Regions from separate parts of the Zea mays genome. Here all the other regions are linked to region 2. A link is a contact called in public Hi-C data. All regions are on one chromosome and are shown on one strand. Each heading gives the region's core, a stretch centred on a gene start, on an enhancer-like site or on the middle of the called end of the contact. The rest is flanking DNA. Distances are from core to core; before and after follow the strand shown.

Region 1 (2,794 bases), core at 277-2,776, 130 kb after region 2:
CAATATACAAATAAATTCAAAACCGGCACATCTATATGAAAGTAATCAACCTGGATATTTTATCTTGATGTGTTAAGAAAATTTGCATTCCTTAGCACTAACCTCTTCAGGGTAGCGGAGATCCTTCACAAGCTTCTCTATTGTACCATAGTAAGCAAGGGACTCGAAGGTTTCAGGCTTGTACTGTGCCAGAGTGTAGTCCATATCAAATCCCACTGCTGTGATGTTCCTCATGTTGAGTGACCTGTTGCAGAATACCTCCTTCCCGACAGAAATGCTTCTCGGTTCTGCCGAAGGTGATGACCATACTGCCCCAGTGGACGCTGTCTCCACCGCACCGCTGTCCATCCTTGCAGCAGTGCAACCTGATTGGAGATCAGCACGTCAAGTGTTGCAAGAGCATACAATCTAAACTGAAGAATGCTAACCGTACTTCACGATTGGTGGAGAAAAACGTTGTTTCAATCAGGAATTATGACACAGTTGGTTAAAAGTTAAAACGTTAGAGGTTAGATGACCAACGTATTTCAAGGATATACGGGCAAAATTTGTAGTTCTCACGAGAATAAAACAACTAACGCTGAATAACAAGATGATGATGCAAAATGCAGAATCCATCAAATTCCAACAAAAATCCACAATCTCGGCATGGCATCACGACTCGCCAAAGTGCACCGGGTAACCCAATGAAATCCACAAACTCTGTTCGGGAATTCCTTGGAAACAACCGTCAAAGTCTGGGTGAGGTCGGAGGTATACAAGGCAGAACATCTCGCGCGAGCGAAACCGGTCAAATAGCACGAGAATCGCACGAGAAGAGTGGGCAAAATTCTCACCCTACAGAGAAAGTCCTCACGAATGCACGGAAGAAGCGCGTACGTACCCCTGGAGCCGGAGACCGACGCGGCGGCGGCGGAGGCGGCGGGCGAGCAGGACGAGGACGCGGATGCGAAGAAGAGGAGCAGCGGAGGCGAAAGGGGCGCGAGGTGGAAAGCGGCGGCGAGAGGCCTCCTAGAGAATAGCATGATCGCTGGCTCCCAGCCCGGCGCGCTTTAAATAGGAGACGAGGAGGAGTGCCGGATGCGACGAGGGAGAGAAGACGGGGGGGCGATGGAAACGTGACCGTTGTGCGGGGGAGGGAATAAATGCGGCGCTACCGCGCTAGGTGGAGGACGGGATGAAGAATCCCGATGGGGCCGGGTGGTGCTGGTGCTGGCGCGCGTGAGCGACGGGAGGCCGGGCACCGCCGCGCGGCGGCGTCATCTCATCTCGCCGAGCTGGCCTGCGCCGGGCATTGGCCGACGAGCGGGCGGAGGCGCGGGCCGCGTGGGGGGTGACGGGGCAAGTGGCGCGGGGATCGTGTGCGGATTCGGATGCGGATGCGGTTGCGGTTGCTGCAGCACGGAACAGAGCTCGCGTGCGTGGGAAGCAGGCAAGCAGCAGCGGGCGCGGGCGGACGAACGGACGGGGCGAGGGCTGGGCTGGTGGTGGAGGAACTGCTGGTGCTGGCTTGGGATGGGATGGATGCGTATTCGTTCGAGTTGGCCGCTGTGGTGACGTTGCCCCCACTGGCCACTGGTAACGGATGACGCGCGCCGCTTTCCCTCCCGCGACTTGGCTCCGGGCACACGCGCCTCCGTACCCAAAGGCCAAAGACTAGGGCAGGAGGAGTGGAGAACAAAACGGAGGATGCACCGGTAAGATGTGGATAAGAATGTCGACGATGAGAATAATGGATGGAGGGATAAGTGCTTGACGTAATTGAAGAGAGGATTAAATCACTTTTTAATCAAATTTAATAAAAATGATTTAATTTCTCCAATCACATTCAGATTAGGATGGCAACGGATAATTCCTCGTCGAGTTTTAGCTCTCATACCCGTTCCCGCGACGGAAAAAATTTTCCCATAAAGAACCCCACGAACGCTTGCAAAGGACATTTCTTTCTCATCACCGTTCCCCGCCGGAATAAATCTCCATCGGGGATCCCCATCACCACTTAAATTATAATTAGATCGTAATTCATTTGTTATTAATGTAAACCATTGTCAATTATACACATTGTTAGATGTAAAAAATCATTATGTGTACATTAAAATGACCATATTTGTACAACGGGTGATCTCTTGATAAGTTAATTATTTATTTTTATCATTAAATACTACATGAAAATATCGTCACATGTAAGTTTAACGGGTCCCTGCGGGGAACGGAGACGGGTATAGGTGTACATTCGGGCCGCCCGGCCCGGCCCGGCCCAAGCCCGAAAAGGCCCGGCACATTTAATTTCGGGTCGGCCCGGCCCAATATTAAATTCGGGTCGTGCCGTGCCGGCCCACGGGCCGACCCCTCGGCCCACGGCCCGGCCCGTATTTCACTAAACGTGTCGTGCTTTAAACTGGCGGCCCGAAAATAATAAAGGCCCGAAATACAAAAATGGCCACGGTTGCCGGAGTGCTGGAGCTCGTGGGGGCAGGGGCGACTCCGGTAGCGCTCGTGCAGGGGCGGCCGCGGCTCCGGTCGGCGGTCGCGCTCGGCCGCTCGAGCAGGCCGCAAGGGCGCAGGGACGCAGGGCGCAGAGGCGGCTCCGGTAGCGCTCGCGCAGGGGAGGTCGCGGCTCCGGTCGCCGGTCGCGCTCGGCCGCTCGCGCGGGCCGCACTGCCGCAGGGGCGCACTGCCGCACTGCCGCACTCGTCGGTCGCGCTCCGGTCAGCGGTCGGCGGTCGCGCTGGAGCCTGGCTGGCCGCCTTGGAGATGGGAATCGGGATGGAGATGGGAGTCGCCGAGTTGGGAT
Region 2 (2,700 bases), core at 27-2,526:
ATCAAGCCACGGACCATTTCAGTCAAAAACAATGTATTGATGCTCCTTTCAAACACTGAAACAAGAAAATCACAATGAGGGGAAACAACAATATCTCGGCAGCAATAAACAAAATTGCAAACGATCATACTCTTGTCTAATGAACAGAAAAACATCATCAAAACTCACCAGCATTCCAATCTTTTGCGATATCTTTTGCAAGCTGTTCTTTCTCCTCTTCCTCTGGTCATTAATAGGATTAAACCCTCAGAGGGAAGTAACAATGAACAAACTCAAATTCTGTATGTAAACACATAGTAGGACAAGGAAGTCTAACTGTGAAGAAATACAACTCATATAGTAATCTGCCTAATCAACCATCAACTTCAAATGTACAGTTCAACAGACAATCCTCAAAATAAACCAAGACAGGAAGGCACAACTTCGTATTTGAGAATTTCATGTCGGCTGAAACTTGAAAGTCAAATTTAACTGGTTACCCAACACTCATCCTGAAAAACTGCTCTTTCACACAGCCGAAGGTACCAAAACTCATCACCAGACAACTAATTGCAAACCAGACACTCATATAGAACTGCGCTAGATTATCCTCATCAATTTCTGATTTCAAGTTCATCATCCTATTTGGGCATGTCACGTTGATTGAAACTTGGAAGACATACAATCAATCAATAACCCAAGACCAAACCATTTCATACATCCCTTAATTAACTGCTCTTGGGCACTACTATTAGGCCGGTTATTCCCATCCCATCCCATGTGGATTGGATGGGATTGGAAAAAATTATGAAAGATTTTAACTTGTATGAAATTTAAACCTACTCAATACCACCCAATCCATATAGATTGAGAACAAAACAAACAAGCCCTTAACATGTAGGTAACCAGCGCAACATGAATCGCACTATTTGTGTGGTACCGATACTGGCAAACAACCCAATAGAAAGGGGGAGAGCACTGACCTTTGAACCGCTTGGGAATCCCCGCGTTCATGTAGGTACGGAGGTGCCCCTGCATCGCCGACGTTGTCGGCCCGAGCTGCGCCTGCAACAAACACCAGCACCACAGAGTCACACAAGCATCCGCAACTACCGGCACCCAGGAATGACAAGGCTCTCGACCAGAGAATTCGCGAGCGAATACAGGGGATCTGGCACCCCGGAAGTGCCGGGCACGGGCGGAAAGGGCTAGGGATTCGTACCGACTGTCTCGCGCGGAGCGCCTGCGCTGCCTGCCGGGCTAGGAGCGCCGCCATGTGGTGCGACCTCGACGGTGACGAAGAGGCGGAGGCGATGGGCTCGGAACGAATCGAGGGAGGTGGAGGCGTAGAAAGGGACGTGCTGGGCTGCTGCCTGTAGGTAGGGGTTGCGGAGATGGCAGGGTGGACGAGCAAAGGAGGAGACGTGCTGTGGGTTGCGATTTGCGAGTGGCCTGGGCTGTGGGCTGGGTGGACTGGGAACTGCGTCGGAGAGCGCGGCAGGGGCCCAAACAGATCTAGGCTAGGGATGGGTATTTTAAAACTCAAATCTAAATCCGAATATTGTCGGTCTATTCGAGTTTTCGGGTTCGAATTCGATTCCTATATATATGCTAAATTTGAAGATATGGATTCGGGTTCGGTTTCTAACCTTTCAAACCCGAATAGACAAAATAAACCGAAATATAAAAAAAACTCTTAATATGTGATGATATTATTATATGATTTATGAACTTATTAGCTAAAAAATATGATGTCATCTTAACGATAGTATATATCTTTCTATGCTAATTTTTATAGTCACTTGTTCTAATAATAGTACTTTAATTTATTATTCATTGTATATATTTTAACAAAAGATACTAGTTTCTCTACTATTTGGATCTATTCGGTGGACTGAATAGACCAAACTGAAATTGTGAGTCTATTCAGATTCGGTTTATAAAATTATTTTAAAAATTTTAGTTCTTATTTTTTAGAACCCGGATTTTCACGAATCTGAATAGATCGAACCGAATTAATCTAATAAACCGAATACCATCGAAGCGCTTCTTCCGGAGGTCGGTTTGGAGTGTTTTTTGGGACATGGGTGGCCATATAGGGTGTAACGTAAGACATAGCTGATTACTTTTCTCATATGGTGTTTGGTTCTCAGATTGGACTAATTAAGTTTAATAGAAAAATTAAACCATAATATAAAGACAAAAAGATAAGAATAGATGATGAGTCATTTTTTAAACATAATTAATCTATAACTAATTATAACACAACATTAGTGAATCATGGACTAATTAAGTTTAATATACTCATCTTATTGTTTTGTCTTTATATATATAATTATTTTATAATTATACTATATACCATACATTTAACTAGTATTTAAACATCTCAGTGACAAGACTAAAATTTAATATGCTAGATCCAAACGAGCTCATAGGATGATGTTGGGGACTTATTCTCAAATGCTATGAATTAAGAACAAGGCAACATAAAAAAATGTTAAATGTTAATGTACTTGTCCTTCGAAGCATTATTTCTCTAAGGATATAATAATCTTCGGACGAAGGTTATGAAGGACATACCTTCATAGATATGACATGTAAAATTAGGGGATGAAGGTTATGAAACATAAGACAATAACATAGATAATTATATAGTACCAAAATGTGAACATGTATTAATAAATAATCATGAATATATAAAAATTAAACTAAATTACATTT
Region 3 (2,700 bases), core at 115-2,614, 190 kb after region 2:
GAGGTGGCTAATTCGTTGCATTCTTGATATTCTTTCCCTTGCGTGGCTTAAGTTGCGTTTGGTTGGAGAGCCAACTGGGATGGAGCGGCTCCATTCCAATTTCTAAGGATTGAGTCATTTCATTCTATGTTTGGCAAACAGAACGAAATCGCTCCATTTTTTGTTTGTTTGGTTGAAGAGTAGAATAGAGTAGAGCCGCTCCGTTTATTGTTTGGTTGAAGAGTTATATGACTGTTGAGTGGAGAAGAGGGATGAGAGCGCTCGCGTCCGCGAGAGCGCTCGCATCCGGACGTTTTGGTGAAGCGAGAGCATCCCAAATATTTGTTATTTAGGTAGTGTTTGGTTGAGGAGCCAAGTAGAATGGAGCCGTTACATCCCTGATTCTAGGAACGGAGCCGCTCTGTTCTGTGTTTGGTAATCTGGAACGGAGCGGCTCTATTTTTTGTTTGGTTGCAGAGTGAACGGAACGGGGCGCGACTGTGAGAGCGGGATGGGAACGGAGCGGCTCCGTCCGGTTGATTTTTTGGAGCGGAATGGTTCCGGATCTGAGGAGAATATTCCCTAATTGGAGTCATTCCGTTCTAGTTACTTTGTAACCAAACAGCAACAAAACTGAGACAGAACGGCTCCGTTCTACTTGGCTCTTCAACCAAACACTACCTTATAGACTCCAGGAGCCGCTCCGTTCTCCTCCATGGTAACCAAACATAAAAAAATAAGAATATAGTCGTTTCATTCCCTTCCGCTCCTCAACCAAACACACATAGCTGCTCTCTTGATTCTTTTACTCCTTCACTCTTTAAACGAACTTCAATTGGTGGATGAATCTCAATCGATTTTGGAATTTCGCAGCCAATGAAACTCTCATATTCTTCAACAGCTTGTAAAGAATCAAAAATTAATTCCAACAGCAGGCTTCAATGCATCCTCGCAAGCAGGTACCAAAAGAGGCATTCTGCAGTGAGAACAAGAATTAATTTACCAATGCAAACTGTGTTCATCAGCCAATAAAAGAACAACTATTCTTCTGCACGCCCGTCGCGAACGCGCCCAGCGGCGGGAGACGATGAGGCTGTCGGCATCGGGGAAGAAAGCGAAATTGTTTAGATTCGCCAAGGGTTTGAAAGGTGAGGTGGAAAAGAGGTAGGGAGGATTTCGCAAAATTACAAATCCAATATGTGGAGGCTGGTGGGAGGGTATGTTTGAAAGATTGCCACGTGACATCGGATTAAAGATGGTTGACTGAGATTGAATATGTGCACATGGCATGTGCACAAGATATGCTCCCATTACGGGATTCCTCGTGTGGATTTGGACAGCTGGACGTCCTGTAAAGTTTGGAGGCCCACGCACAGAGGAAGCGCAATCCCACCCCACCCGGCACCCGTTGACCGCTGTTCGCCTAGCAATGAGCGCCATCCACTCACCCGCCGCGCCGCCGGCGAGGCCGCCTTTCCGGCGCAGCACGACGGGAGTAGCGTCTCCCCTCCGGGAACCCTCACAGCCGCAACCGACGCCACCGGCGCCTCCGAGCCTCACCTCCCGCCGCGCCGGTCTCGTCGCACTCCTCGTGGCAGCGGTGGCGCCGGAACGCCCTGCCGCCGCCGCCGCCTTCTCGCTCGGCATTCGTACGACCGCATCCTCCGCCTCTCCTACCAGCTTTCTCGGCTCTGCAGTGACCGGGCATCTCACTTGTATTCTCCCATGTTCTCTCTTCGTGTTGCCGCGCGCAGCTGGGCCCAAGGAGCTGCTGCGGGAGCAGAAGAAGAAGTCGGCGTCCTTCCTCCTCGCGCCCATCGCCGCCTCCCGGGACACCCTCGTCAAAGCCCACGCGCTTCTGGGTAACTCCATGTCCTCGGGAGCCCTCGACCTTGTCTAATCTGGTCGGATGTCCAGGAAACCCTTAGCAACCGTGGCTGTGCGATGCAATGTAGCTTCGCCGAGTGCGTCTACTGAGGACGCCGAGGAGGTGAAGGGGCGGATCCTTGCGGCAGGAAGGGACTGCGTGCCGCGGCAGAGGAACTCGATTGTCGCGCTCCAGTCGCGGACTGGCGTTGAGGTTGGGTTTTTTTACTTTCACTTGCATGTCTATCGGCTGGTTTGTTTTTGTGCTCCAGGTGAATGATGTAATTACCCTGTAGGTGTGCACATTCAGCTTGATACTGAAGAACGCCGCGTCGCTGCTCGCCAATAAGGATTCCCTCAAGGTTGAAGCTGATACTAGGCTCGAGGAGCTCATAAAGTATGTTTATAGCTAGCTAGCATCACGTGATGCTCACAGAATTGTTGTTTATTGTATCGAGTAAACTTTGGCTCATTGACCTTGTCTTCTACAGGTCATTCTCTGAACTGGGAACTCTGGTGGAGAACAGTAATTTTGAGCTCGCAGATGATAGGCGAGTAATGCCAGCACACATATTTTTATTTATTTAAATCCTGGATATGAGAAACATGTGTGACCTATTAATATTCTGGCCTCTTACTAGTAGCAACTTGATGTTTCCTGTGACAGCATTTTATGTCTATCTTTTTATTTATGTAATGTTGTCATCTTTTTTTTATCTCCAGTTAGGATATTTAAAATTTTGTATACGGACAGCCAATTCTTTCTCTTGTTGATTTTGTAAATAAAGGAGTTGTATATCTTATATCATCATCTCACCATAGGAGTTTAAATAAACTGCTGTAATATTGTCGGAC

What was found. Hi-C and Micro-C count contacts between places; a contact is called where the count stands out from the background.
Region 1: a Hi-C map of endosperm shows a contact between it and region 2, with 2.7 times the contacts expected there. The contact joins the promoter of LOC100284660 here to the promoter of LOC100283266 in region 2. A contact is called at or near these places in 6 of 25 Hi-C or Micro-C datasets (ear, endosperm, leaf and 3 more).
Region 3: a Hi-C map of tassel shows a contact between it and region 2, with 1.8 times the contacts expected there. The contact joins the promoter of LOC100383751 here to the promoter of LOC100283266 in region 2. A contact is called at or near these places in 4 of 25 Hi-C or Micro-C datasets (ear, endosperm, leaf and 1 more).

Annotation. Positions count from the first base shown.
Region 1 is chr1:289,499,552-289,502,345 of Zm-B73-REFERENCE-NAM-5.0, forward strand. LOC100284660 (cytosolic purine 5-nucleotidase) reads right to left here and starts at 1,527. Exons shown (of 17, transcript NM_001157555.2): 1 at 884-1,527; 2 at 103-365. The coding sequence starts at 1,025.
Region 2 is chr1:289,364,847-289,367,546 of Zm-B73-REFERENCE-NAM-5.0, forward strand. It overlaps LOC100283266, which reads right to left and starts at 1,277. Exons shown (of 8, transcript NM_001294274.1): 1 at 1,202-1,277; 2 at 963-1,044; 3 at 169-222; 4 at 1-55. The coding sequence starts at 1,255.
Region 3 is chr1:289,557,045-289,559,744 of Zm-B73-REFERENCE-NAM-5.0, forward strand. LOC100383751 reads left to right here and starts at 1,365. Exons shown (of 5, transcript NM_001362128.1): 1 at 1,365-1,628; 2 at 1,734-1,841; 3 at 1,935-2,059; 4 at 2,142-2,242; 5 at 2,337-2,700. The coding sequence starts at 1,409. The coding sequence ends at 2,433.